Regions from separate parts of the Mus musculus genome. Here all the other regions are linked to region 1. The links are chromatin contacts, called in public ChIA-PET maps. All regions are on one chromosome and are shown on one strand. The core of a region is the stretch at or near the end of the contact, and the rest is flanking DNA. Distances in the headings are between cores, read along the strand shown.

Region 1 (5,949 bases), core at 1,915-4,414:
CCCACGTTTCTTACTAGAAACGATCAGTTATAAAACGGCAGAATCACAGTGTTAACAGCAGATCTGATAACGAGCGGTCGAGAAGCATATCAGATGCCAGGCCAGCGCGTGAAGCCCAGACTACTCCTTAGAATGACTTCCTTCAAGAGCTGAACTACTTTAAAAGACCAAAAATATTTTTACCAACCTGCTAAACATCTCCATATTTAAAATAATGGAAACTAATTCACAAGCCAGGGGGGAAAAAAATGGCTCAGTGGGTAAAGTACTTGCTGAGCAAAAAGAAGGTGCTGACTTAGATCCTAGCACCCAGGCCAGGCATGATGGAACATGCCTAAATTCCCAGTGTTGGAGAAAGCACAGCATGAATGGGAGGATCCTGGGAGCTTGATGGTCAGCTGGTCTAGCCAATCAGTGAGACGCCGTGGAGAGCAAACTGGGAAGATGTCTGACATTGAATTTGGCCTCCCCTGGGCATACATAGGTATGCATATTCACCCACCCACCCAGACAGACAGACAGACAGACACACACACACACACACACACACACCACTAGTAACAACTCAATTTACTCTTGCTGTCCACATCCCAGGCACTATTGCCTGCTGATACCACAGGCAGTCTAATTCTGAGTTATGTCAGGACCGTTTTAGAGACCCTTGGCCTTTCTTTCTAAAGCAGATCTACTAACCTTCTGCTTCTAAAGCCCCCTGCTTCCACTGACACTATTTTAAATACCATCATTTACACAAACACACTCACATACGGTGTAAGTTTCCAGCCTCTTAATTACCTAGAAACAACCACGCTGTGTATTTCACCCACTAGCAAAGTAGAAGGCAGGTACAGGTGCGACCCTTCATAAGAATGTCCGCCATAAGAGGAGGTACCAAGTGTGTTTCCTCCTGAAGCTGTTAAGACACTCAGAGGCCATCAGCCACCCTCTTCAGTTTTAAAGCATCTGTACAAAGACATGCTCAGAGTAGGAAATGCTTAAACCTCTCAGACACCCCTTTAGCGGCCAGGATCCGCTTAATTCCATAGCGGTTATTCTACTGCGACACCATTCCTGTGAAAAGGCTTAAATAAGGCTCGGCACAAGGCACCGCTCTGCTTGTCTTGCTCTGGGGTTTGTTGTGTGGCACTAGAGCTGGGCCCCAGAGCCTCACGCAAGTTAAACAAATGTTCTACCCAACCTTACCCATATTGTAACTATCCATCTACAGACCTTCTCTCCTAGAGAAGAAGGATCAAGAAACAATCTACGTGATACAGGCTGACTGAAGAGGGCAAGATCTGAGACAGAGCTCTGGCTCCTAGTCCTGAATGCAGCTTCATATTAAAAAAACCTAAAAAATAAACATTAAAACGCCAAGTGAGTGTAGCTTAGTGATCGAGCGTTCTCCTCCAAGTATACTCAAGGCCCCAGCTTCTATTCCCAACATGTGGGGTAAAACAACGCCGTGCAGAAGCACCACAGGAGGCAAAGAGAGGCTAAAGACATCACTAAGAACTCAAAACCCTCTGCTACGTTAATTACCAGCAGCACCTAGACGCACACACCCTATCCACCAAACCTGGCTAGATGAGGCCGAGCAGATCCAGAGCGCTACGGTTATGAGACAAGCTCCCATGTCAGTCTGCTCTGCGCACCGTCCACAAGGACAGTGGGCAGGATGGAGAGAGTTTTAGCTACATAACCTATTTCTCGGAAAGCCCACAGGGAAACTTATCTTCCACAGCTCGGTTATTCTTCAGCAAGTTATTGTGAGCACAGTCACAATGCTACGCTTAAAGATCCCTAGTAATGTTACTATATTTTCCTGCATTTGCTTCCTGAGAACCAAGATGTGGGGGAGTTACCAGTGCAGTGAGATTCACAATTACTCAGACAAGGGCAAGGGAGAATGGAAAATAAGCAAGCCTCAGCTGCTCACAGAGAAGTGTTTTAAATAGGTCTTGCCAGCTGGGGAAGGGGTGGGGATGGGTGGGCCTTGAGTTAGTGCTGCCCTGTCATGGAAATAATACAAAAAAGTATCTCTGGGCAGTGTTCTAGGCTTCCAGACAGAGCTCCCAGAAAACCTCAGAATTTCCAGAGTGATAGTTGATCCTGGGCCACAAAAGGCCACGACTGAACTTGTGCGTATGATGGGACATAATATGGGGGTCTTTCGATCTTGCCTCCACTGCTTGCTCAGAGGAGAGATGAACAGTAACTGGGTCTTAACTCTTAAACACTGGATTGGGGACTCCCTGGTTAATGAGCCCCTTGGGGTGATTTTCTGAAGGAAACTGGAAAGGTTGTAAAAACTCTGGAGCCACTCACTGCCCCAGCCACACACAGCCTGTGCATCCTTGTCCCCTGCCATTCCTGAATTGCATGTCCCCTAACAAACTAGCAGTAACTGACTTCTGCAAAATGTGGTGTTGCAGGTAGACCCGGGGCCTTTCCTGAGTCCTGGCAGCTGTCGCATGGCATTCATGAACAGGAAGAGGAAGGCATGGGAACTTATTAACTGATTAACTGATCAGTCAGAAATAGCGGCGGTTCTTTTGCAGCTAGCATCTGAAAGGGGGCCGGGGAGGGGCAGTCTTGTTGAGCCAAGTGCTCATAACTTAGGAGGAATGTACCAGTCCTGCAGTCTGCATTGGGGGTGACTATTATATAGGCCAGCCAGCTGGTATCAGAGGATGGGGCTGCCTACTATGGGGGCTTGCTTCCTCAGGATATGGCTATTCCAGCTGTGACGTGCTACAGAGTAAGACACATAACAGGGGGAACGCTGCAGTCTTCAAAAAAAAAGGGGGGGGGGGTTGGAATGTAGTAAATTGACACGCTGACTATATGTTGGCATGACATGGGTTCTACTGGGTTCATCCACATACCACTAAAATCTGTCTGCTTCCTTTTACTTTTCAGTTGTGGTTGCGGGGGTCACGGGTGCTATATCTGTAGTGCTCGCACACAGGTTGCCCTCTGTTTCTACAGGATAATACTTTGAAATTTACCTCAAATTTTCCATGAAGAAACAAGCAAGTCTACAGATTAAGACATCGGGTATAAGCCAGGAACCACTCTGTTTCAGAAACCCTCTGCTGAAGGCTGCCTCCTCCTCTTGCCCCAGAAAACAGTGCAGAGCTATGGTGCCAAGAAAGGGGCAGGCAAGGCTCCAAAGCAGCATTGTCACACTTCAGATCTGTACTTCCGGCGTACAGGGTGAACAGGCTTCTTCCAGAAAGAGCGAAAAAAACACAGTGTGTTGGCCTTGTGGGTCACAAGCTCACAATTACTCAATCCCACTACACTACCACGACTATGCTACCACGACTATGCTACCACGAAAGCGGCCACAAGCAGCATGCAACTGACCAATCCCAGCTGTCTTCTTTTTCTCTTTTTTGATTTTGTGTATTTCTTTCTTTGCGACAGGGACTCATAGCCAGGCTGGCCTTGAATCCCTGATCCTCCTGCCTCCATCTTCCAAGTATTAGGGTTATGTACCACCATGCCTGGCCAGGGTGTGTTCTAATACGGCTGATCACACAAAAGGTAGCGGGACAGATTCAGTCCAGGGGCTATTTGCCAAGCACTGTTCTACACATTCAGAAAGAGATATTCCTAAATGTGTCTTATCAGCGCACCAAGCTAGAACATCTACAAAAATACCTTCCACAAAACAGCAGTTAAGCTATTGTGGAAACAAGGCTAAATGAAAAAAATAAAGTCCTACCGAGTTAACTCAATGTCAACTTCTAAGCTTTTATTGTCCATCACGAGCAGACTATGCTGGCAGTTGCCCTACAGTAACAACTGAATGGGAAGTTACATTAATACATTTCTCTACTTTTTAAATGGGGTTGCCTACAGTGGCTCAACAACAATAAATATGACACCACTAAAGTAAAAGGGATCTAATGAAAGGAACAGACAGGACTCCACAATCAAACACTCCAGGCTTCCTCTTTCTAGAGAGAGGAAGGTGAGCACGACCGTTCAGCATTGGTAGGTGAGAGTGGACTTCACCCACACAGAATCCCTGCAATGGCAAAGCGCACAGAGGGAATAAAACCCCCGCAGGCCCTCTAAACACAGACACAAGGTTTGTGGATGGAATTATGCTCAGTCAGCACCAGAAGCAGCAGCCCCTGGTTCCGTGTGCTGCTGAGCACCATCCACCTCACACAGCGACCTATGTGCACCTATGTGCAACCCACATGGAAGGAGTTAAAGGACAGCAGGCTTCTGAGACCAACACTTCCCTCCACTCCTGAGTCTGACCAACAGTATGCATCCAAAAACAGAAACAAAAAACCCCTGAAAACAAAGGCACTAGTCTATCATTATACTAACTTGTAGACATTAAAACTAGTAATAAATCTAACAGACCTCATTACAGAAGGCAACAGAATGCAGGGCCTGAAACCTATGAGGGAGCAGAGGCAGGGTGTGTGGATGCAAGCACAGTCTGCAGAAGCCCATCCCTGGGTTCCTAGCACAGGCCACAGTGTAGATGGGCTCTGGGAAGGGAAAAGAGCCCTCAGAGAGCAAGGTATCTATGGCAGGTTAAAACAGACCAAGTTCTCCTACTCCTTCCAGTGCCTCCAGGACCACGCCCTCAGCACACACAGTTCCCAGCTGGAAGGCCTGCACACCTTCTGTGCCCCTCAAGCTGCGAGTGCTGCGGCATTTCACACCCACTGGTTCAAACTGGCCCTCACCTCCAACATCTCCTCTTCACCCTTTTGCTAAAAAAAAAAAAAAAAAAGGTACCCCGTAAAGTAATTTTCTGCACTCTTGAAAAAATTAGGGGAAACACCATAAAAACCTCACGGAGAACGAGAATAGTAATTTTGAAGAGTCATGCTTGGTAGCAAATGCTGACCAAGAAGTAATAAAAATAGGCCACTCTGGTATCCTGTATTAGTCACCTGACACTGCGTAATAAACAGTACACGTGTAGCAGCTGAAAATACACAGCCTACTACTAAGCTCTGTGAGTCTGGAGTCTGGGCCTGCCACATCCAATACACATGCCTACAAAGACACCCAGTCAAAACATGTCTTCTTCTAAAACGTACAATCTAAATAGTACCTCTGGTAGGCTATCTGCCTGTTTCAGGCATGACAAGCTGACGGAAAATACAATAATGTGCCACATAATGAAATTTCAGTCACTGACAAATCACGTAAGTTACAGTGGTTCTTAGGGGACACTGGAACACAAACATCCTACAGACTGGTAATGTCACAGCCACCCTGGCACTGATGCTCATGGAACCGACTGTGCCACATATGTAAATGCATGTGCAATTGTATGCAGGACATTACACTTGATGATAAATGACTGCTCATAGCACACACACACATACACACACACACAAACTATAACCCCTCTGCTGTCTTAAATACTTGGAGCTTACTGTGTCTCCTGATTGCCTCATGTTCTCTTGTGCTTAATTTAATCTTGTACAGCTGTCATCATGACTACAAACAAGAGAATGAACACACACATACATACATACATCCAGACCTTCCAGGTGTGTAACATGGCTGTCTGGTATTCCTGTACCATTTAGGTTTGTGACATGAATCACATGACAGATTTCTCAAGCACACCCCCACCATTAGATGATGTTTGTGTGTAGCAAATGGGTTACTAAACAAAGGAATACCCAGGCCTCTCTTTCATCTGGCCACTGACTAAAAGCATAATAATCCAACTCTACCATTTACCCTGTGCCCCAAATATGGCTCCAATGAACAACCTACCAAGAGCAACAGTCACTCTTAAAAGGACATGCCAAGGCTAAGAGTGTTTCATCTGTTGTCAGGAAGTCCCTTCAAAGGGAGAGATGTATGTGTTGAGAAGATTGTACAGTTATACACAGTGGCCACAAAAACAGAGGCTGCAAACATGAAGCTGAGAACAGGAAGTCTGCAAGATGG
Region 2 (5,949 bases), core at 1,677-4,176, 470 kb before region 1:
GCTTTGGGATAAGTAGGAAATACAATCGGTAATAGTGGAAATATTTTCTCTGAAGCCACAGACCTTAACAGTAGAGCAGGCAAAGGGCTGAATTAAATCTGTGATGTCTTAAAAGAATGAAGCAGCAGCTTGCAAGTGACTATAGAAAACTGTTGGGCAATTTAAACACCACATGCAAACACACGTATTAGGACCTGAGACATCTGGGTACCTGGGAAAGAGAGAAATCAAATATTCAAGAGTGAAGTATAGGAGTGAAGGGTGTTGCTGAGGCTACACTCAAAGGTTAGCGTTAGTAGGGGAAGGGCCTTATAATAAAATTTGAAATTTTAGAGTTTTATTAAAAAAGCAAACTTTGAGCAAAGATGTTGATACTTGGTTTGCTCTTGATAAATAGTAGGTTTGGAAAAGCAAACCATGGATCAGTGGTGAGATTAGTAGCAGTGAGCACTGCTTCTGTATCTATATGGCTTAAACCAAATTTCATCTTGTCAGGAAACTCACTCACGATCTCAGTCAGTTTTCCTGTCATTTTCACTGCATCTCTATAACAGTCATAGTTTGCAGGACTTCATTATTCAATGGAATTGTAGCCACATACTAGGTACTTGAATGGTTGCTGAGAGAATATTAAACATTTAGGTAATTATTAATCTCCTCATGCAGTCTGTATACAGGAGTGTGCTATCACACCTGACTCTGCCCTCTACTTTGCATACACCCAGAAGCTGTGACAAAAAAGGACTTGGTCTAAGGAAGTTAAAGGAGGAGACACTGGCTGGTTTCTCCAAGTTCTCATTTGTAACCTCTAGTCCTTTACTTAGATCCCATTTGACAACTCAAATAGCCAGAAAGGCCTCCTTCTCTTTTTATTTCTATTTGCTTTTTACCTTAATGATGTACACACAGAGCTACAAAATAATTTCCTCAGGTAAGAAAAAAAAAAAAAAATCAAAGTCACCCATGTAAGTTCCTTGCTGAATTTAAACAAAAGATCATGTTTAGAATCTGAGAATAAATGCTGGATGATCTTATGTTTTCTTTTGGTTCAATGTTTTATTGACTAAATGTTAATGTTTGTGTAAATATCAAGCATATTTTCCCTTCAGACAATGACCCAACATGAACTCCTTCTGCTAGCATTTAGTGTTTATTCAGGACTTTAAAAAAAAAAAAAAGTACTTAACACTTTAGCACTGTAAAATCATGTGTGTTGGCTGCTCAATTATCAAGTAATCCTATGGGGTAAAAACTGTTACTTTACAGAAACAAAATACTCTAACCAGAACCAAAAATTCTACAAATGTCCACTGAGTAGTACTACGCCAAAATCTTCAGGATTTTCTGAACCTCTAACGCTAAGAACTAGTGAGCCACTTACCCTAGTTGTTCTCCCACACCCTACAAAAAGTAAACACACACTCCTGTGTATTGGGAAGCACTTCCACTGTGTAATAAATTCACAACGTGTCATTGCTGTTACCAAGTTTTAAACCTTAGCAATTACTATTAATAAAATAACTGTAGTCACTTGAACTTCTAATCAGAGACTCTGACACTGTGTGCTTCAGGGCTCAGGTGTGCACCAGAAAGGGGAAGAAGTAACAAACACTTGGAAGCAGGATTCCCTGAGAGTCCCAGAGTGTCCACACAGGCTTCTTTCCTATCCTTTCCAATAACCTCTAACATGTACGTCAATTACCTTCCCATCCATTTATGTCAATTATTAGGCAGCACAATGAGAAAACTAAAGATTGGAGGAAACAAATCAAGGGCTAGGAGGAGAGGAATTAGTATCCCTCTTTTGTGAGGAACAAGGATAAGATGGTATCAATGTGATCTAATCTATCTATTTGATAAACTGACCACGGACCGAAAAGAGGGTAAATAAACTCTAGTTTTAGTCAGATAAGCTCTTCAACAAAGGTTAGAGAGTACTTATGAGGGGGTTTTAGTAAGAGGCTATTTAAACACAGAATACATTTTATTCAGGCATTTTTTTTTAACATCAGTAAGGTCCCTGCTCTTAAAGACTTCTAACTTGAATAAAGGAAATGAAGTCATTTTTAGGAAGTCGTAATCAAAGTATGTTCTCTCGTTTAAAATGCACATTTTATAAGGCCTGAAAAGTTCGCCCGAAACAAATTAGTCGGGCCCTTTGAAAAAAAAAAAAAAAAAAAGACTAACCCAAAAGATTTCAAGGACCCTGAACAAACACCAGCAAATAACTTAAAAATAGAACAAAAGTATCAGAAGAAACCATTCCGGAAGCGGACTGGGTCGAATTCTGGGAACTCACTTTGCTGGCCTTGCCAAAACGAGTATCTCTTAAACATCACTAAGGATCTCTTCAAGGCTGTTACCCCTATCGTTGGTGCCCCCCACGCTCCCGCGCCCTCCCAGACCTATAAAACTGTAAAATTTTCCCATGCCGAGGTCGGGTGCGGACCCTGAAGAGGTGTGGGGCCTGGAACGCCCAGGCTGACCAGCAAAGCTTCCCCGCGGCCCCCGATCCCGAACAGCCACGCTGACCACACCGCTTTTGTGTGGACAGGGAACAGGGCCTGGAGGTCTCCCAGAGCTGTCCGGGCCGCCCCGGCCCGTCCGGTCCCCGCCTTGTTCCAGGCTCGGCCCTCTGGGCTACGGGCCCTTGGGCGCCGCCTCACCTGCATGCCCGGGGCCCCGGGATCGACCCCTGTGTCCAGGACGGCGATGAGCACCCCGCGCCCGTCATACTCCGGGTAGCGGCACAGGAAGGAGGAGGCCCCGGTCTCCTTCTTTGGTAGAAGACCGTGGAAAGGAAAGGGCTCCTCGGTCGCGGCGGTGGCCATGGACGCAAGCTGGAGGACAGACGAGGAAGAGGCAAACTGCCAGGCAGCGCGCGGACGAGCGGCGCGAGGACACCCGGCTACCGCGGGACGGAGGTGGGGAAGGGGCGGAGCCTGGCCACCAGTACCCAATCGTGTGCGGTCAGAGGTGTCTAGCCAATCATACGCTTCAACGTAAGCTAACGGCGCCGCTACGAGTCACGACGAGGGAATGTTACCCAGGCTGCAGAGCTGGAACGGAGTGTGCGCTGCTGCGGATGACAACGCACTGGAGGGAGGTTCTTGCCTTCCGAGCTGTCACTCTCCGTGAGAAGCAGCGAGAGGAACGGGCTGTCTGCCTGAGGCGTGGGATCCTCGCGACGCCGCCGAGGTTGGCTTAACCCGCTGCGGACCGGAAGCCTGTAAAGTCGAGCGCGGAAGTCTCAGATTTAGCGGCCCGGCCTTTCTGGCAGGGTGAGGTGCTGTTTAGTCAACAGGAAGTGGGTTGTCGGCTGTTTTGTCGCCAGAGTCCCCAAAGCAAAACACGTGACAGAAATGAGCTCCCTCCTGTCTTCGTGGCTTACTTACCCTTGGCATCCGGAATTTCAGAAAAATACCTGCCTTTTCTCCAGTGAAGTTCCTCTTTGTAACACAGTTACCGAGCCATAGTTTGCGGGGTTTTTTTCCCATTAGGATGCACAGTGACAGCAATCGTAAATGGCATTTGAAATTTAAACTACACAGATTATCCAGTAACAAAGGTTGCCAACATTCATAATTAAGAATATTGTGGGGGTGAATTAATATTTTCCTATTTGTGACAAATCTACTCTGTACCAGTGAGAGATTCTGCACGTTTTTTCAGTGTGTAGCCTGCCTGGAGGCCTCTGAAATACTGAGCACCGAACCACAGCCATAAGTGTGGTAATTCTTCTCTTTAGTGGCAGCGACTGCTGTGTCTACTCCAAAAGTCCCAGCAGCAAGAAGGCGCCCAGAGTAATCTTAATTATCCCATTGACAAACTCAAGACACCTTACCACAGAGATGTCTTTAAATGCATAAGATGAAATATATAGGATTATACAGGAAGTAGACGGTTGAAAGAATTATAACAACTTAATTTTTGTTGTATTGCAATAGTTTCATATATGTAAGTAATTACATGTGTGCTCTTTTTAAAATTAAATAACAGAGCCATCGTCAAGTCTAATAACTAATGTTATTTTTAAATTGGAAAACAATTGTAAATGGCATTTGAATATATCTAAACTACACACTTTAATAACAAAGGTTGCCTGTGTTCATAATTAAGAACATGTGGAGGATGAAAATAATTTTTTCCTATTCAATCATGGGCCCTGTGCATTTCTATGGTCTCCAGTTTAAGAGGCAGGTTCCTAGAATCCCGTGTATGCCATTTGTTTCAAACCACAGCATTTCCATTGACTCCTCATACTTTGCTCTATGAGCAAATATATTAAAATATATTAAATTGTAACTTGAAAGAATTTCTTGGGATCAGAATGTTAATTTTTTCTTTTGGATTAAGTTAACTTACAATTACAAAGTTGATGAAAACAATGAGTAAATCTTAAGATTAAAATGAACAAAAAATGGGATGGGAGGGAAGGGAGGAAAGAAAAGGCAGCTTTTCCCTAGAAGTTTGATGAGAATTAGACATATTTCCATTTATAACAGGCTATTCTAGGGCTGGAGAGATGCCTCAGCGGATAAAAGCACTGACTGCTCTTCTGAAGGTCCTGAGTTCAATTCCCAGCATCCACATGGTGGCTCACAACCATCTGTAATGGGATCTGATACCCTCTTTTGGTGTGTCTGAAGACAGCTACAGTGTACTCCTATACATAAAATAAATAAATCTTAAAAAAAAAAACCAGGCTATTCTAGTTATAAGTATAAGATTCCCACGTGTATGTCTCTTATAAAATCAGAGCCATCAGCTGCTACCCTTTGGAGCAAACCCCCTATCTCATCCCCCTGGCCCCCTGCTTATATGAGCGAGTTCCCCCACCCATCCACCAACCCACTCACACCTTACTGATCTAGCATTCCCCTACACTGGGGCATGGAACCACCACAGGACCAAGGGTCTTCCCTCCATGTATGCTAGATAAGGCATATATGCTCTGCTACATATGCAGCTGGAGCCATGGGTCCTTTCATGTGTACTCTGGTTGGTGCTTTAGTTCCTGGGAGCTCTGGGGGGGAAGGGGGGGGTGTCTTGTTGGTTGATTTTGTTGTTCTTCCAGTGGGGTTGCAAACCCCTTCAGGTCCTTCAGTCCTCCCCCTAACTCTTCCATTAGGGTTCCTTGCTCAGTCTGATGGTTGGCTGCAAGCATCCTCATCTGCTTGTTAAAGCTCTGGCACAGCCTCTCAGGAGACAGCCATACCAGACTCCTGTCAGCAAATGCTTCTTTGCATCAGCAATAGTGTCTGGGTTTGGTGTCTCCTGATGGGATGGACCAATAGGTGGGGCAGTCTCTGGATGACCTTTCCTTCAGTCTCTGATCCACTCTTTTTTTTTTTTTTTTTTTGGTTTTTTCGAGACAGGGTTTCTCTGTATAGCCCTGGCTGTCCTGGAACTCACCCTGTAGACCAGGCTGGCCTCGAACTCAGAAATCCGCCTGCCTCTGCCTCCCGAGTGTTGGGATCAAAGGCGTGCGCCACCACGCCCGGCTCTGATCCACTCTTGTCCCTGCATTTCCTTTAGACAGAATCAATTCTGGGTTAATATTTATGAGGTAGGTGCAGGCCTACCTCTAGATATGTTCTCTACAGGTTCTCTGTCCTCTTTCTTGGGTATTTTAGCTAAAGTCATCCCCGTTGGGTCCTGGGAGCCTCTTGCTTTCCTGGCATCTGGGACTTTCTAGTGGCTCCCCCCAGTTCCCCATTCCCTATTGCTACACTGCTCCATTCAATTTCCTGAATTCTCTTCTGTCTCCTCCCACACCTGATCTCTTTTTTCTTCATCCCTCTTCTCTCCCTGCTTCTACCTCCCATGATTATTTTGTTCCATCTTCTAAGCAGGACTGAAGCACCCACACTTTAGTCTTCTTGGGCTTCATATGAGCTGTGAGTCATATGGTGGGTATTCCTAACTTTTTTCCTAATATCCACTTAT
Region 3 (5,949 bases), core at 1,560-4,059, 420 kb before region 1:
GGGAATTACATTGAATCTGTAGGTTGCTTTTGGTAAAATGGCCATTTTTACTATATTAATCCTGCCAATCCACGATCATGTGAGTTCTTTCCATTTCTTCAAATTCTTTCTTCAGAAACTTGAAGTTGTTGCCATACAGATCTTTCACTTGCTTAGTTAGAGTTACACCAAGGTATTTTTTATATATGTGATTTATATATATATATATATATATATATATATATATATATATATATATATATATATTTATTTAAAGGGTGTCGTACCTCTTGTATTCTGCTGGTGATGCTTGTATCTGTGACTCCTGTACTCTTTCCTAGGTTTTCCATTTCCCCTTTGAGTTTTCTTTAATGATTCTATTTCCACTTTTAGATCCTAAATGGTTTTGTTCAATTCCTTCACCTGTCTATTGCATTCTCCTGTATTTCTTTAAGGGATTTATGTGTTTCCTCCTTAAGGGCTTTTAGCTGTTTACCTGTGTTCTTCTGTGTTTCTTTAAGGCAGCTATTTATGTCCTTCTTAAAGCCTTCTATCATCTTCATGAAATGAGAGTTTAGATCTCAATCTTGTTTTAAGGGTGTGTGTGGGTACCCAGGACTTGCTGTAGTGGGATAACTGAGTTCTGATGTTGCCAAGCCAAATTGATGTCTTTTGTTTATGTTCTTATGCTTGCCTCTCACCATCTGGTTATCTCTGTTGTTATCTGGGTTCCTCGTCTCTTACTGGGGCCTGTCCATTCTGTGATCCTGGGGGAGTCCAGCTGCCACTGGTGTTTGTGCTCTGTGGGATCAGGTCTCTGCTACCAGCAAGCAGAGCTGGGAAGCAGAAGGTGCCTGTGACTCTGACTGGGCAGGGAATCTGCTTCCCCAGGTCACAGGGATCTTGATAAGCCAGGTCTCGGGGCAGGGTATAAAGTCTCAGCTATGAAGCTGAATGTGTCTGCATACCTGAGAAGTCGAGCTGCTTCTGGGGTGTGGGATGTGTGGGGATGGGTCTCTGCTCCTGGCAAGCACAGGTGGGAACTGGCTAAGTTCTGCTTTCTAACGGATTTACTTCAGTATGGTAATATAATTTGTCACTATTTTCCTGTATTTTCATTTATGCACTTTGCAGAAAACCATACAATTCATTATAGTTGAAAAAAAAAGTAATTTAACATAAATGCTACATAAATCACAACACAATATGCATGCCTGTATGTTCCTGTCAGTGCTAAAAATCAGGGAGTGTTTCTTTAAATATTCCCAGGTACAGTTACTTTCAAATATCTTAGGTAGTAAACATGTATTTCTAAGAAGACAACAAGACAGCACCCAGAGGAACCTGGACCCCCAGGAGCTCTAACATGCCAGGAACATAGCACACAGAGGAAGCTGGACTTCCAGGTGCTCTCACACAACCCAGGATCATAAGATCATAGGGTCACAGGATCACAGGATCTCAGGAGCTTTGTCACACCATGACGTCAGCATCCCAGAGGCAGCTTGACTCCCAGGAGCTCTTATACCCAGGATCTCAGGATCACAGGATCACAGAGACAACTGGACCCTGAGGAGTCCTGACACAAACAAGATAACCGGAGGGACAGGCCCCAGGCAGAGACAGTGAGTGCAGCTAGCACTAGAGATATCCAGAGTTCCCGTGTACAGTTAGCTTTGAATATCTTAGGCAATAAAGGTGTGTTTTTAAAAAAGAAAACAAGGTTTCTCACAAGACATGTCATGTTCAACACACATTAAGTAAGTTCTTTTTTTTTAATAGTTAAGAGACTTTATTCTAACAGCTATAATTACAGTGCTTGTAGAAATGAAAACTGAAAACAAGTATACAAAACAGTTGATTACTAATTGTGTATTGAAAGCGGTAAGAGGTTCCACGACACCAAATAAACCAGTTCTGAGATTTCCCCAAGATAAATTTAACAGCTCCAGCTTCTTCAGTGTTTATCAAAATGCAAAAGAAAAAAGTAGAGGTCGTCTTTCGATGGCAAATCGGACCCTTGCAGGCTGAGGGAGGAAGCTACTTCACACATGGAGATGGGGGTGCTCCAGGATGTGGGTCTGTAATGGGCCGACCCTCCCACCTTGCACGCACTCCTGCTGGTGAGACCCAGGCCTCCTGCCAGCGCGTCCAAGTGGGCCCAAGAGTAGGCTGGGTATGCAGGCTGCCACTGGGCCTTGCACACACCAAGTACAAGCCAGGCCCTGCACCCCACAATGGCTCCCAGCCTACCCTACGTAATCGTGTGAGCACAAGTACAAGCACAATGCTATGGAATGCAGGTGACCCAAAGACATGCGAGTCACGGGGGCTCTACTGTGACCATGCGGCGGATGATGGTTTGTTTGTCACCTTCTCTCCTGTTCCCACAGCGAGACAGGTGATCTGATAACTAGCATTCAGGCCATTAACTGCAAAACCTACACTAGGCATAGTCTCCGTTCTGTGTGTTCAAGTGTTCTTGTCCTGAATTTTTAACTATTTTTTTAAAAAAATGCACTGAGTTTGGGTTAAAAACCAACCACCAAATGGATACCGACACCAGTTTACAGCCCAATGGCTCCCGGAGGCCAGGTGCCCCTACACCCAAATCCCTTCTCAGTACTGACAGTGAGTTGATTCTCTTTTTACAATAAAAAAGCTAAGTAATATTGCATAGGAGTACCAGAAACTGCCTCAGTGGAAACAGAAACTATTTACATTAAATAAAAACCTGGCTGCAGGCTGCGTCTGCACATGTACAGCACGGTGCGATGCACAATGTGACCAACCCATGGAGACAGCTTCTGGCACTTAGGACCACAGAGTTGCACGTTTGCCACATGAGAGGAAAGCTGAGGGCAGAGAAGAGGAAGTGAGGGGGATGGAGGGGGTCTGGTTCACTTCTGGTTCCGGAGCTGATTAGACAGCCAATCTAGTCCTTCATAGAGCCTGTCCCCGCTGGTGGCACAGGTGGCCTGAATGTACCAGTTCCTGTGGCGTAGAGAGTGCAGCCCCAGCTTGTGACCGCTGTGATTTTGGCCGCTTTCACGGCATTGGGGAGGTTCTGCTTGCTGGCAAACACCAAGAGAACAGCATCTCGGAGCTCATCTTCAGCTAGCATCCTCATGAGCTCTTCACAGGCCTCGTTCACACGCTCTCTGTCATTGCTGTCCACTACGAAGATCAAGCCTTGGGTGTTCTGGAAGTAGTGGCGCCACAGCGGCGGGATCTTGTCCTGGCCGCCCACATCCCACACAGTGAAGCTGATATTCTTGTATTCTTGTATTGAAACCAATAGTGGGAATGGTGGTCACAATTTCGCGCAGCTTCAGTTTGTATAGAATTGTTGTCTTCCCTGCAGCATCCAGGCCCACCATAAGAATGTGCATTTCTTTTTTGCCAAAAAGGCCCTTGAAGAGGTTTGCAAAGATATTCCCCATGTTTGTGGACAGGTGGAATCGATATTGGCCAAAGACCTCCGTGGCGGCTGCTCCCAGCCAGGCATTGGTTTCGCTCTCCATTAAGTAAGTTCTTACTTGCATTTTAGTCTGCAACACTGTATGTCATTACTTTATTGTTTTTTTACATGCCCATTTCACAGAAAATTGTCCAATGCGTTATAGCTTTAAAAAAGTACTTTAACATAGATGCTACACAAAACACAGTACAATGTGAATGCCTGTGTATTCTGCGCTGTGCTAGAAATCAGAAGGGTGTTTAGTTTAGAACTCCCATATATACTTAGCTTAAACATCATAGGAGGTAAAGGTGTGTTGTTAAGAAGAAAACAAGAATTTTACTCACAATAGATGTCATATTCAAATTGCATAACATTCTTATTTATAATTAATTTACTTTATATGGGGTACTTTATGTCATTACTTTCATATATTTTTGCATACACATTTCACAGAAAACTGTAAAATGATCTACCGCTGGAAAAAAAAAGTTCTTTAACATAGACGCTAGAGAAAACACAGTACAACGTGAATGAATGCATGTTCCTCTGTGTGCTAATAACGAGAAGAGTGTTTTTTTTAAGTGTTCCTGAGTACATCTTAGGTGGTAAATTAATGTTGTTAAGAAGAAAACAGAAAATCTTCTCACAGTAGACGTCATGTTCAAAAGGCATTAAACAGTTCTTATTCTTATTGGATTTTCTTTAGTCTGCAACACTGTATGTCATTACTTTAATGTATTTTCACGTGCACATTTCACAGAAAATTGTACAATTTGATATAGCTGGAAGAAAAGTACTTTAACATAGATGCTACACAAAACACAGTACAACGTGAATGTCTGAGTGTTCCTCTCTGTGCTAATAACAAGAAGTGTTTGTTTTAGTGTTCCCGTGTACTCTTAGCTTTAAACATCTTATGCAGTAAAGGTGTGTTTTAAAGAAGAAAACAAGAATGTTGCTTACAATAGAATCTTCCAAATGCATTAAGTAAGTTCTGTGTTGTAATTGTTGGGACCTCCCCTCTTGAACCCTAACTGAGAAAACGCCTTACATCTGGGTCTGCTAGAGGCATTTCCTCAGCTGAAGTTCCTTTCTCTGTAATAACTGCAGCTGATTTTAAGTTGAAATACAAAACCAGCAAGTACAAGACATCATCTTCAAAATGCCTTATGATCTTATTTTAAATTATTTTTCTTTACTGTATTTTCACATGCACAATGTGAAACTGTACAATGCATTATAGGTGGAGGAAAAGTACTTTACAGGATCAGAGGGGAGGAGGACACATCTGCCTGCCCCATCACCAGAAGGAACTGGTACCAGCAAGACCTAGGAACCCAGGAACTCTGCCCGACCAGTGACACGGGTTCCTTCTGGTCTGGGCAGGTGCCCTGTACAGACCTTGAGTTTGAATTTCGCAGCCAGTCCCACAACACCCAGAGGAAACTCCATTCCCAGGCATTCTAACATGCTGAGTATCATAGGATCAGAGGTGTCCTGAGCAGACGTTGGGCTCTAACTCTGCAGCCAGTACCACAATACTAAGAAAAAGCTCCACTCTCAGGAGCTCTAACACATGCAGGTCCACAGGATCTAAGGATCCCAGTAGCTTGGTCACACCAAGATCTCAGGGTCCTGGAGGCAGCTTGATCCCACCCAGCTCCACCCAGGAGGAGCTCTGAATATGAAAGCATATTAGCCCCTTTCACTCAACTGTAAATCCTATAGAGATCTTTATAATTACTTATCTATATTGTATAAGAAGTCTCCTCATTTATCTTAAAGGCACATTTGTTATATTTGTTATGCACTATTTTTTTTTCCACTTAAGCTTAAGAAGTTCAGTTGGCCGGGACTAGGGCAGTGCAGAGTGTGTGCAGGCTTGGGGTCCTGTTGGCTAGATGCTCTATGTAGCACAGCAAACAAGGACTCACAGATGTATCCTCCCCCCCACCACACAACACACATGAAATGCATTGTTTTTAAAAGCAGACGAAATTACCCTTAACTCATAACTATCTTAATTATACATATAAATGTAAGAAAATGATTTCTTAAAAGTATCCTGTAGGATTTTTGCCATATTTACATACATTAAGCTTAACTATTTTTTAAACTTTAGTATGTTTACAGGATTTTTATTCTCATGAATAACCTTTCAAGGGGAAAGGCCATATATTATTTTTAATAGTACATCTTAGATTGGCTTAAGATCACAAACAGTAGAACACAGTTCTCTTCGGTGTGTCAAACATCTAGAAACACATGATTATATGAATTCAGCTGCTTCTAAGAAAGAGGAGAAGCAGTTGATAATAGAGATTTGGAAACAGAAATCGATGAATAAAGCCATGCATGCCTACTACACATGGAAACATAACTAAACCAACAATAGAGACAGAAACTGTCAGAAAGACCAAATCTGTTCTGCAAAAACAGCTCAGCACTGGGGTAAAGCATTTTTAAAAGTCAAGAGGACAGACAAACAAATAAAACTGTCTGACAGA
Region 4 (5,949 bases), core at 2,488-4,987, 370 kb after region 1:
CTCTTAGGAATATACCCAAAAGATGCCCTACCATGCCACAGGGGCATGTGTTCCACTCTGTTCATAGCAGCCTTATTTGTGATAGCCAGAAGCTGGAAACAACCCAGATGTCCCACCACAGAAGAATGGCTACAGAAACTGTGGTTCATTCACACAATGGAATACTACTCAGCTATTAAGAATGAAGACATCTTGAGCCGGGCGTGGTGGCGCATGCCTTTAATCCCAGCACTAGGGAGGCAGAGGCAGAAGGATTTCTGAGTTCAAGGCCAGCCTAGTCTACAAAGTAAGTTCCAGGACAGCCAGGGCTACACAGAGAAACCCTGTCTCGAAAAAACAAAACAAAACAAACAAACAAACAAACAAACAAAAATAATAAGGGCATCTTGAGTTTTGCAGGCAAATGGATGGAACTAGAAAATATCATCCTGAGTGAGGTAACACAGATGCAAAAAGACATGCATGGTATATACTCACTAATAAATGGATGTTAGCTAAAATAAAACAAAACAAAAAGACCCCCCCCCCAAAAAAAAACAAAAACCATACAGAATACCAAAGATGCATTCCACAGAACTCAAAAAGGTCAACAAACTGAAGTGCCCAAGTGAGGATGCCCCAGTCCCACTTGGGAGGGAGAAGAAAGCAATGACAAGTGGGGAAGGAGGGAGGGACCTGGGAGGGAAAGGGGGGCGGGGGAGAGGGGAACCTGATCTGGTATTGGGTGAGGAGAAAGGACTAAGGTCCTGAGGGCCAGCAGAAAGAATGGAAACAGACATCCTTGGGAGATAGGAGGTTTGGGTGACCCTCCAGAATGCACTAGAGACCTGGAAGGTGAGAGACTCTCAGGGCTCAAAGGGAGGGACCTTAGATGAAATGCCTGACAATAGGCAGAGGGAACTTATAGAGCCCACCACCAGCAGGCAGACAGGGCACCAAATGAGGGAGAGGGGGCCATCCCAGAGTCACAACTCTGACCCATAACTGTTCCTGTCTGAAAGAATTACAGGGATGGAAATGGAGAGGGGCCTGAGAGAAAAGAAGGTTCAGTGACAGGCCCAAAGTGGGATCCAGCTCAAGAGGAGGCTGGAGAGGGGATTAAATATGGAGGGTAAAAAATTAATTAATTAATTAATTAAAAAATATGTCATCATGTAGGGCCATGGATGTCTTAAAACCTCATAGTTTCTCATCTCAGAGTAAAGGCAAATCCTCAAAATTCACAAGCTTCACTTGATCCCACCATCCCAAGTTCGTTCACAGAAGGTATTTTACCTCCCTCTGTCTCCATTCCTGGACTGATGTGTGACAGACACATTGCTGACCCAGACTCTCTCAGTGTGGAATCCAGGGCACAGCTCTACTTCTTACAGTTCCTCTCCACTAAAGCATGAGAAGAGGGACGTCAGTGTCACCCACAATCATAGTACCTGGTGCTCATCCTCAGAGACCAAACAAATGACTTTTTTTTCCCAGCCTAAGTTTACCTAGTGGGGGTAAAAAACCCAAACCAAAAACCCTTTTAGTCACAAAGGATTAGATTATCAACCACAAAAAAAAAGTACCTTTTGGTGTCATTTTTCACTTCATGATGCTCTCTTTTCTTCTCCATCATCTTCCCCCATCTATTCTTTGGCAAATCCCTCTGAGGCAACGGTATGGCATGCTGGACGTAAAGGTCGGTAAGGTTGTCTTTGTTTACCCTTACTTCATTTTCAACTGCTATGTTCTTCTGTGTGAAAGAAAACAAAAATAACTTCAAAACGCCATCTTTCATTTAAAAGCTGCCTAGCCATGTAACACGGTGAAAGCGTTATGCTTGAGTAAATTATAAAGCTACTTTCACACTCACTAAGAGCCAAACTGTATTATTAGATAGGGTATTAAAGACCCATTAAATTCTATCAAGTTCAGCTTCATCTTAGAGTGACCACGTGCCCTCACTGAGAGGACTGCTGGCCAAGTCCAGAAGTAGAGTCCATTTAGGCATATATTCCACCACCTCACTACCTTCTTAATCTAAATAAAAATGGGACATTGCCTGAGAAAAACAGATTAAAAAAAAGCAGCTACTGAGTCGGACCATTACACTGGTGGAGTAGGAGCTCAGTCTCAGTCTGTGTTTATGTCTCATGTTTCCTTTAATGTGGTGGGTGCCTGAATTTGTTTTGTCTTGGTGCTGGTGTCTGAACCCAGTGCCTTAAGTACACCAAGTACTGGCTTTATTATGGAGACCCCCCCCCCACCTCCAAAACACACACACACACACACACACACACACACACACACACACACACACACAGCACTACTGCAGAAGAAAACTTAACTCTCCATTCTGATGACAGTAACAATAGACCATTAGCAGTCTGCCCCACCGCATTTTCACCATTCAATTCACAGTCCAACCATTTAGGCATATTTATATATATATTTATATGCCTAAATAACTTAAATAACTTATTCTCTCTCATATCCCAGTTCTGTCTCAACATCTTGGAGCACAATATTGCAAAAACACACAGGAAAAATTGGGGAAACGTATGCTTTGCAAAAATGGAAAAAAAACAAAAACAATGCCAGCTGTTTAGTTTGATTTCATTTTTAAGTTGTTGAATCATCTTATTCCTCTTTCATACAGTATATTGCTGGCTTTCAACTTGCATTTACTCTGGGATGGGAGTATCTGAATACACTTGGACAACATTCCCAGAGGATGTCATCTGCTTGGATGGCACTGAAGGGGCTGCCTTCTGGCAGCAGTGCTTACAAGTGCTGTCCTTGGGTCATCAGCAAGAACTCGTTAAAATACAGTATCAGGGCACATTTGGAACGAACTTAATGAGAAGCAGATGATGGGGCTCAATAACATGTTTTAGTAAGCCTTTGATTATCCTGGTGTGAGTAAAAGATTGAGAATCACAGGTTAAAAGTCATTATTAAAATAGTGACTGAGAACTTCAAGAAATTAGAGAAAGATACGGTACTGGGGGGGCAAAACCACATGGAATACAAAACGTGCCACATAAAACTCTAAAGAAACTTTCAGCAGTTCTGCCATTTTAAATAAAACATCACACTTTTCTTTTATGATCTGCTATTATCTTAGGTCACACCGCAGGGGCGGCGGGGGGCGGGGGGGGGTGCATGCACCACCTGGAAAGCTAGGTGCTTTAAGTTCTCCAAACGGTTACTGTGTCCTGATAATGATCTTAAGAAGTAGGTCCATCTCTCTGAGACCCGAGTGTCTGTCTCTAAGAGAGGCGAGAAGCTACCTAACAGACTAATTTTCAGATGTTTTGGATCCAGCCCTGATTGCCCCAGACTTCTTCCCTCCCGGTCTGTTCTTCTAGTCTATCTCTTCCGCAGGCCGTTGCTTGCACACAGGCAGCGGAGGTCGTCTGTCACACCCTTTCCGAGCTCTAGAGGATTTCCCGGGGGTTCCAGTCACTCTCTGGAGGCTTCCTTTGGGGATCAAGGGAGGCAAGCCCCATCCGATCAGTGTGGGCGGGGAGCGGCCACGAGCCTCCCGCAGGCCTGCCTGTCCCCGGCTGCCCGTCCGTCCTCGGTCGGCCCGAGCGCCCCACCTGCTCCAGGGTGAGGAGGAGGAACTCCTGGGATAGCAGCTCAGGGTGCAGCAGCAGCTCCGCGTCCGTACAGCTGCGACCGCCCACATCCCCCGCCATGGTTGTCGCCAGGAGACCCCCTGGCCGGCCTCCCACAAGGCACTGCGGCGGAAGCGTCGCGGAAGTGACGTGAGGGGGCGGGACTCTGGTGTCACTCAGCGCGCCCGAGACGCGATGCTTTTCCCAGAGAGTAGAGTTTATGGCTGGCCGACTCGGCTGACGCACCTCAGCCAAGAGGACGAACTGGGACTGAGAGCGGAGCAGAGTCCTGCCCGGGCTGCGCCGAAAGCACCGGAGGCTAAGCAACGCGAGCTGGCCGCCATTGGTCCCGCCCCCTGTGACGTCCCATGGCAGAGGCCTCAGGGATTCTCCCGACTGCGTGGAGAGACAGAATGGAACAAGAGGGCAGACAGCTGTGACCCCAGATGGCATTGTCATGTCTGAAGCCATGCTTCTTTTCGCTTTTTACAATGTCTCAATCGTTTATTGCCTAATCTCCCTTCTACATAAAGTAAGCCCAAATAACACTCTGTAATCCCCTCTCCTCGGACATGGTAAGCATCAAGTATTGTTCCCTGGAAAGATCTTTAAACCGACCAGCTTACGTGTGGGAAATAATAAGAGAAAGTAGTAGCGCCAGTCCAGCGACTGTTACACTACTCCCCAGATCAGCCTGATGTGCTACTAGAATGCTTGTTTCTGGTATGAGGAAAATGAGCAATAGGACGGATAATTGGAGATCACAGACTGGCAGTGACAGGAACCAAGCAAACTGCCTTTGCGCTTACTAATAATTACAATGAAGTCGTGGTTTTTACTTTAACAAAATATTGTAGGCTTCAACTATATTCTAGTATTTGTGTGAGAAATCTCTTTCATCATTCATAGGAGACAGAGTCCTCAAGTTTTTGCACATTAAAAGGTTGTACTTCATACCTGTTATGAGAGCATAGTTTGTATGCTCTATAATGTATCGTTTTATTGGAAACTGTTGCATTGTTTATGAAAATATGAACTACTAGGAGTCTACCAAAAATATGCTTGAAAGAGTGCTGAAAAATAAATGAGATGTTAAATTAGTAATGAGAGACATCTTGTAAAATTTTCCAGTTTATGTGATGCTTTCAGGGAAGAAACAATTACAGAGCTGGGAGGAAATTTTAATGTTAGTGCTTAAAAATATTCAATCCAGTCCTTTTATTTTTGTGTTTGGAAAGCTGATCTAAGTGACCTTCCCTGAAAGGACAAGTCTTAAAGCTGGGCCAAATGTTCTCAAATGGGATTAAATGCCTTAGCTTTGTAACATTATTGTGCTAGTATATATTCAAATTAACCTTTATATTGTCGTATAATAATGAGTCTGGCATGGATGGCATCATTGGCTCCATTTCCTTCACTATAAGGTTATACTAGTTGCTAGAGTAGCTGTTTTGCAGGAAACTTGAACTTACAACCAAACCCAGTTTTCACTGGGTAAGCTGAGCTGGTCTCACGCCAGTTTCTTCAGGAAACTGCTGAAGAATAATTGAAATAAGGATTATACATGAGGTATGTGTACTTGTGAAGCACTGAGGGATATTAGAAAGTTACTGATCATAGAACTCTAAGAAGGGGCAAGGGGGTCAGTTTTTAAGTAGCCCAGGTATGGATGATTCCCAGGACCACTGAGGGCCCGATTCCTCTCCCTTAGAGCTTTTTAATCTCTGAGATAAAATTATTCTTGTCTCACCCTGTTGTAAAGATTGCACCTAAAATATGTCAAATGCTTCTCCAGTTGCTTCCACCTGGACATTTGTACCCTGTTGATTGACATCAAGGGAGAGAAGTAGCAAGAAGGTGGTGTCTGAAGCAGCCAGTTTCATGTCTGGAAATGTGGTCCCAAGTACTTGCTCCACTACTTGTCTTTGTGGCTTTTTGGACTCAGCACTCAAGCTGACACTTTAGACTCTTCATCTGCAGAAAATTGTGACAGGTAAGATCTGTCTGTTTTTACTCCCTCTATCCATGTAGTACTCAAAGCATACCCTGACCTAAAATAAATGCATTAGGTGACTCTGAGGAGGAAAAAAAAACTGTAGTTTTGGACACACACACACACGGACACACACACATGGACACACACAAAAACCAAGACTGAGAGTGAAAGAACTGTAATGAGTTCTATGGATGTAAAGATGGATATAAACTAAAGTGGATATATGAATATCCATCCTACTCCCAAGGGAAAGGGGACTTTGCTGACAATGCCTGCCTACTTCTTCCTGGACAGAGCCTCTACTGAGTGGAGCTCTGGGGAAATTTTAGACTCATACTTCAAATATGTCTA
Region 5 (5,949 bases), core at 1,598-4,097, 300 kb before region 1:
GTGCTATGCCTACATGAAGCAGGTATTGGTCCATACACAGAGCATTGTACACAGATGTGCACATTTATTGTACAGGAATCAACTTCAGTGCTTGGCACCTGCCAGTGGCTGTTGGGAAGACCTAGTGCTTACAGTTACATATGAATGGTATTGCCAGCCATTTCTACATATCTTCTTGTTTTCAAAATGATATGAGCTCTTTTCCAGTACTGTGAGAGAGTCGGGAACAGCATGCTTCCCTACTGTCATATTGTCCACCATCAGTTAACCTCCATCAGTTAATGTCTGCCTCTTTTTGCAAGGCCTCCAAGTTGGTGTGGTTAATTTTTAACATCTATTTATTACGTGTATGTGTGTATTTATGTTCCTGAGTGTGGGTCATTACATGTTTGTGGAGGTATTGGGAACTTGTTTCCTCCTGCGGTGTGCTAAGAGTACAGGTGGGCTGCCATGCCCGTCTGGTTTCTGTGTTGGTCCAGGGGCTCTGGACGACTTCATCCTTGTACAGCATGCACTTACCTAGCCACCTCCCTAGCCGTGATAGATTTTAGAAATCATCCTCTTTGAGGTCCATATTATCTTTTTTTTTTAAACATATTTCCCTGTTTCCTATGTGCTTTCTTTATTAATCATAGTTACACTGGGTGCTTCAGCCATGAGTGTTTTATCTTGTGCATCATCTCACTCACAGACCGAGAGGCCACGGTTCCCAGCCTGGCGCTACCATAACCTGAGCTGGAGATGGATGGATGGGCATTCAGTTCTCACCTCCGACCTCTGACCTCTGACCTCTGGGACGGGCTTGTATTGTAGCTCTGGGCTGTTGCCTTAGGGAGTGCAGTAGAAGGCAGATTGCTTGGTCAGGTGAAAGCCCTGTGTTGTTCCATTTTTCTCACTAAATTTGTGCTTGGGACCAGCACTCTCTGGTTCTCAGGAACTTGTTTTCTTTGTTCGTCCTTTGCTTCTTTCTTCTTTCTTTAATTGAAGCAGGACTTGTAGGAAAATAACCATGGACATGGAATGTAGCTTTAGGACAACTATGTATAGATGTGCTGCCCACCCTGGGAGCAATGTTGCCAGGCCCACATCTAGCCTGTGGGCAATATGGGAGTTCTCTTGGCCCCTGACTATTTGTTTCTGACCATCAGTCATTCTTTTATGTGGATGATAGTACGACATGAAGCTACAGTTCCCTTTTTATGATGGGCCTGGAGCACTTAGCTTCCTTAGCTTTTTAATGCAAAATAACTTATGTGGGTATCAGGCTCTAGACCTCTCTGCTCTGTTTCTCTGCCAGAGGTAGACATGAATTCTTACAGATGTAGCATAAGTCATGGTGTGAGCTTCCAGCTTTCTGTCCCTATTCTCCGGGTTGTAAATAGTGGGCCCCCACACAGGGGTATGTTGCTGTCACTCTAGCTCTACCTCCTAATCCATTGGGCACTTACTCTGAGCGTGTAAGGTAACCCCTGTAGAGAAGGGAACCCATAGCCTGATTACCAAGCCCCCTGCCCTGCTGGGCACCATGGTGTCCTGCCTGTCAGGATATGCTGCTGGCTAGAGGTGACATAGTACATGGGGTTACCTTGCATGCTTAGGGTAAGTACCCAAAGGCTCGGGAGCTGGGGCTAGAGTGACAGCAGCATGCCTCAGCTTTGCTGAGGCTGGGTTTCCTTAGTCTTCCCTCCTTCCACCTAGCATGCTTGAGGTAAGGAGAGTGGGCTCCAAACTTGCTCCCAGGTTCCTGGCTCCTAAGTGGAGCTTGAGATACCTATATACAACATGCTCTGCCCTGCTGTCTTGACAGGCTGCTGTGGATAAGTGTCGTAGTTAGGGTTTTGCTGCTGTGAAGAGACACCATAACTGAGGCACTCTTACTAGGACAACATTTAACTAGAGCTGGCTTACAGGTTCAGAGGTTCAGTCCATTATCACCCAGGCAGGAGCATGGCAGTGTCCAGGCAAGCATGGTGCAGGAGAAGCTGAGAGTTCTACATCTTCATCTGAAGGCTACTAGGAGAAGACTGGCTCCCATGTGTTTAGGAGGAGGGTCTCATTGCTCACCCCCACAGTGACACAGTTCTTCCAACAAGGCCACACCTCCTATTGTGCCACTCCCTGAACCAAGCCATAATCAAATCACTGCAATAAGGAAGTATCCAGTGAGGTGGCATAGCTCTGAAGCCGAGGGCATCAAGTCTAGCAGTAAGCACAGTTTTTGACAATGCCCAGAGCAGCAGCCCATGCATTGTTTACTCTAGGTATCAGTTGTTCCTTAGCCAGAGCTTAGTACCAAGTTGCTACATGGTAGCATCAATTTTGAGTTCTAAATATAAAGCCTTTTCAGGTAGTTTTAGAGAAAAGTATTTTAGTTGTTAGGATTTATGCTTTTAGAAAATCCTGAGTCATGTTTATATTAGCAGAGTATTGATTTGGTTATTTTAGTCACTACAGATTTTTACATACAAGAATGCATCCTTTTTGTTAATGATTATCTTTTTTCAGGGCTGTACATGGAGTGTAAATAAATAAATCTAATGTAAGGAATGAAAATGTAAACAAGATAAATAGAAGTCTGCATTGCCTTTTTATTAAATAAAATGTTGCCTTTTAACAATTCTCTTTCAAGATTCTCATAATTAGTGAAATACCCAGATATATTCAACATAAAGTTTTATTTCATTGCACATCTTTTAATGGGGATCGAAGGGCAAAACAGAGCACCCTTCATGAATAGTTTGGATCTGTCAGAGAGGAAGTAGGTTGGTGCTTCTGTGTGCCTGTGGGCACGGAGTCTTTGTAATGTGGGGGTTTGCCCTGGGGCTGTTAGTCAGGGCTTAGGGCACGTTTGTACTCCTAGCCTTCTGTGAGTATACCTCTGAAGTCATGGCCCACCCACTTTCTGAACTGAGTCTGCATAACAGGCTACCATTCATAAAACCGCAGACCAACAGAGCAGAAAGAGAACTTAGAAGTTACCTGGGGCAGTAGCCTTGAGGGCATATTTACTTTTTGGCATTAGCATACTTTAAAAAAGAAGAGTTGCTATGTATATGACACTAGAGGGCTTGATGTGTTTGCTGGCCCTGGCCTTGTTCCCAGGGTGTCTGCTGCCCACATCCTGCTACCCCACATAGGCATCTGCAGTGTGGTATTCCCTCCCTACTAGCTTTGCAGTGCTGTCAGCATATCCAGACACATAGCAACCGTAAGAAGTTTACTTATTAATGCAGTAGTCCCTGTTATTTTTGAGGGAGATACACTTCTACACCCCAGGGGATGTCTGACTGAAAAGTGCAGGAATCTATATATGTTATGCTTTTTCTGAACATGTATAACTATGTTAAAATTTAATTTATAAGTTAGGCATAGTAAAAGATTATTTGCAGTTACAAACAGACCAATTGTAGCAATATGCTGTGGTAAAACTCATAGGCACAGGCTGCCTCCTATCTCCCAATGCTACACTCACTTCTGGCTGACTGTGGGTAACTGAAACCATGGCTAGTGGATCCACTTCACTAAAGCAGATGTGCTGAAGAGGATTGTCAGGGAGCTGCAGCACAGCTGCCTCACCCAGCCTTATGTGGCTTTTCTGCCACCCTCCAGAATGAACGTGAGCATCCCTCAGCCTAGTGAATTGCACTCCTCAGTGCAAGACCTCGGTGTGTGAGAAGCATCAGAGAATGAGATGACTCAACCTCCTTTCCCCATTGATTCACACATTTTCAGGGTACAAGAAGACTTGGACATATGGCAGAGTAGGGCTACCATTTATGGGAGCACTGTATATAGTTTTCAGGTCAGTATAACTCAGGCTTCTCCTGCAGGACAGGCGATCTTTGTGTAATGGAGAGTGACACTTTTCTGCGTAGACCCGTTCCTCTGTCCTTTGAGGACTTCCTGTCATTGAGCAGTGATCAAAGCACAGCATCTATGACTTAATAGGACACTGTTCAAGGCATAGCTTATGTTTAAGAGCAGTCTTAATGGAGAGCCCATTTTACTCTCTACCTCAGGACTTGACCATTATAAAAGAAGCAATGGGATATCCGATGGCACCTTACCCTTGTGGGTGGTACACTAGTCCCAACCATTGTTCTCCCTCAAGCCTGTGATTAATCTTCCCCAGAGTGCTGTGGGATTCCACCATATCGTCCTGTCGTTCTGGTGGGGAACAGATACTGAGAAACATTGTACATGATCACTGTTGTTTAGATTGAAAATAATTTTTTAAACAATATATTCTGATCATAGTTTCTCCTCCTCCAAATCTTCCCAGCTCTTCCCTATTTATTCAGCTCGATGCCTTCTTTTTCTCATTAGAAAACATAACAAAACAAAACAGCCAGGTTTTTAAAAACGAAAAATAACAAAGTGAAAGCACAAGAAACACATATCCACACATGTACACACACATATCCACACACGTACACACACATATCCACACATACATATATACACACTCATACACACATGTACACACACAAATACATGCACACTACATACATACATACATACATACATACATACATACACACACACACACACAGAGAAAAAAACATCAACACAAAATTGAAAACCATAATGCACAAGCAAAAGACTAGTAAGCACCCCCCCAAATGCCTAGACAAAGCAATATGAAACAAAAGTCTACAAAAATTCCACCGAGTCATAAGTCTTAGAAAATTAAGTATAGGGCTGGCGAGATGGCTCAGTGGTTAAGAGCACTGACTGCTCTTCCAAAGGTCCTTAGTTCAAATGCCAGCAACCACATGGTGGCTCACAGCCATCTGTAATGAGATCTGATGCCCTCTTCTGGTGCATCTGAAGTCAGCTACAGTGTATTATTGTAAAAATTCAATTCCCAACAACTACTTGAAGGTTCACAACCATCTGTACAGCTACAGTGTACTCACATACATAAAATAAATAAATCTTTTTTAAAAAAAAGAAGAGAAGAGAAAATTAAGTATAACTGGAGACTGCTGGGTGAACCTGGAGTGTTCCCACTATGCCCATGAGCTTGTACTCTCTGCATGGGGGTTCATACCAATCTTTCTCCTCTGAACTTTTCATTGGTTTTATGCTGACCTGACTCAGAGATGCTGAGATGTTCTTGTTCTCAGTGCTCAGAGTCTTGGGTGAGTGACTCAAGGTTCCTGTGAAGGACAGAGCACACAGTGACATGAAGCTGTGGCTAAGAATGAGTCACTAGTTCTGTGAAGGTTGGCCTTTTGCATGCTGAGTCCCTGCACCACAGCATGATGGAAACTCTGCAGGGCTTGGCCATGCAGATTGATGTCACATGTTCTACAACATATGGATGCGCTTAGGTCCTTCAGAGATTGGCTCTGCTTTCAATACGATACTGCCCTAGTGGGCACTTTCCTAATTTTCATCCTGTCCCTTTTTTCCAAGCTTGGTATGGAAACTCGCCCAGCTGCCACCATAAGTAGCTTGTTGGTGCCTCTCGTCTACACCTTTTCTATCCCACTGTGAGGGTTGAGGATGCATGCCATGAGCTGTACACGATAAACCAGCGTTGCCTTTGTGTCAGGGCAAAGGGTTGCTGACACTGAAGAAAGAGCTGGGCATACTAATTCCAGAAGATGCCAGTGTTTAAGAAGAGAACATATCTCAGCTGAAAGATTCAGGTTTATGTCTTTCCATGTAGCTAATCTTGGTGTGATATCTGGGCTCGAGAGTGTCCATTGGGAAGCCATGAGAGTGCTGTGGGCAGAGGTAGGAGCAGTAGCTACAGCTACTTCAGGAGTTCATGTGGCCTCTTAGTTTTTAGTTCATTCCAGTTAGCTTGCTTAATGGTTTCGGGTACAAATAGAGAAATCAGCAAGCTTGCCTGTTTATACGTTAGGCAGTAAATGTTTACAGACGTCAGTTGATAATAAGGCCATGCTTTGGAATGTTGTTCCTGAGAAGGGGGAGAAC

The links. ChIA-PET counts read pairs in DNA pulled down with a chosen protein or histone mark.
Region 2: a contact with region 1 is called in an RNA polymerase II ChIA-PET map of memory CD8 T cells, with 37 read pairs. The contact joins the promoter of Tpp2 here to the enhancer-like site in region 1. A contact is called at or near these places in 3 of 484 Hi-C or Micro-C datasets (CD4 T cells, Th1 cells and muscle stem cells) and 3 of 115 datasets of contacts at active chromatin or transcription factors (memory CD8 T cells, pancreatic cancer cells and regulatory T cells).
Region 3: a contact with region 1 is called in an RNA polymerase II ChIA-PET map of memory CD8 T cells, with 37 read pairs. The contact joins two enhancer-like sites. A contact is called at or near these places in 1 of 484 Hi-C or Micro-C datasets (CD8 T cells) and 2 of 115 datasets of contacts at active chromatin or transcription factors (memory CD8 T cells and pancreatic cancer cells).
Region 4: a contact with region 1 is called in an RNA polymerase II ChIA-PET map of memory CD8 T cells, with 22 read pairs. The contact joins the promoter of AI597479 here to the enhancer-like site in region 1. A contact is called at or near these places in 3 of 484 Hi-C or Micro-C datasets (the G1E-ER4 cell line, Th1 cells and muscle stem cells), 6 of 115 datasets of contacts at active chromatin or transcription factors (bone marrow-derived macrophages, effector CD8 T cells, memory CD8 T cells and 3 more) and 2 of 9 other capture datasets (adipose tissue and liver).
Region 5: a contact with region 1 is called in an RNA polymerase II ChIA-PET map of memory CD8 T cells, with 14 read pairs. The contact joins two enhancer-like sites. A contact is called at or near these places in 2 of 115 datasets of contacts at active chromatin or transcription factors (memory CD8 T cells and pancreatic cancer cells).

What each region holds. Positions count from the first base shown.
Region 1 is chr1:43,465,091-43,471,039 of GRCm38.p6, reverse strand. The region is part of intron 1 of Nck2 (non-catalytic region of tyrosine kinase adaptor protein 2); the gene reads right to left. Among named protein-coding and RNA genes, the nearest start is that of Nck2, 22 kb to the right of the region's middle. Within about 2 kb of position 3,164, at least 74 of the 459 cell types and tissues checked have an H3K27ac peak or open chromatin away from gene starts, as enhancers often do. A contact at or near this core is called in CD8 T cells, the G1E-ER4 cell line, Th1 cells and 7 more, where this site is marked.
Region 2 is chr1:43,930,971-43,936,919 of GRCm38.p6, reverse strand. It overlaps Tpp2 (tripeptidyl peptidase II), which reads right to left and starts at 2,926. Exons shown (of 29, transcript NM_001310540.1): 1 at 2,667-2,926. The coding sequence starts at 2,831.
Region 3 is chr1:43,885,526-43,891,474 of GRCm38.p6, reverse strand. It overlaps the pseudogene Gm19587. Among named protein-coding and RNA genes, the nearest start is that of Tpp2, 45 kb to the left of the region's middle. Within about 2 kb of position 2,809, at least 31 of the 459 cell types and tissues checked have an H3K27ac peak or open chromatin away from gene starts, as enhancers often do. A contact at or near this core is called in CD8 T cells and memory CD8 T cells, where this site is marked.
Region 4 is chr1:43,096,498-43,102,446 of GRCm38.p6, reverse strand. AI597479 (expressed sequence AI597479) reads right to left here and starts at 3,737. Exons shown (of 4, transcript NM_133818.1): 1 at 3,585-3,737; 2 at 1,566-1,732. The coding sequence starts at 3,683. It also overlaps a transcript of Tgfbrap1 not described here.
Region 5 is chr1:43,765,754-43,771,702 of GRCm38.p6, reverse strand. It overlaps Uxs1 (UDP-glucuronate decarboxylase 1), which reads left to right. Exons shown (of 15, transcript NM_026430.4): 9 at 1-22. Among named protein-coding and RNA genes, the nearest start is that of Ecrg4, 38 kb to the right of the region's middle. Within about 2 kb of position 2,847, at least 67 of the 459 cell types and tissues checked have an H3K27ac peak or open chromatin away from gene starts, as enhancers often do. A contact at or near this core is called in memory CD8 T cells and pancreatic cancer cells, where this site is marked.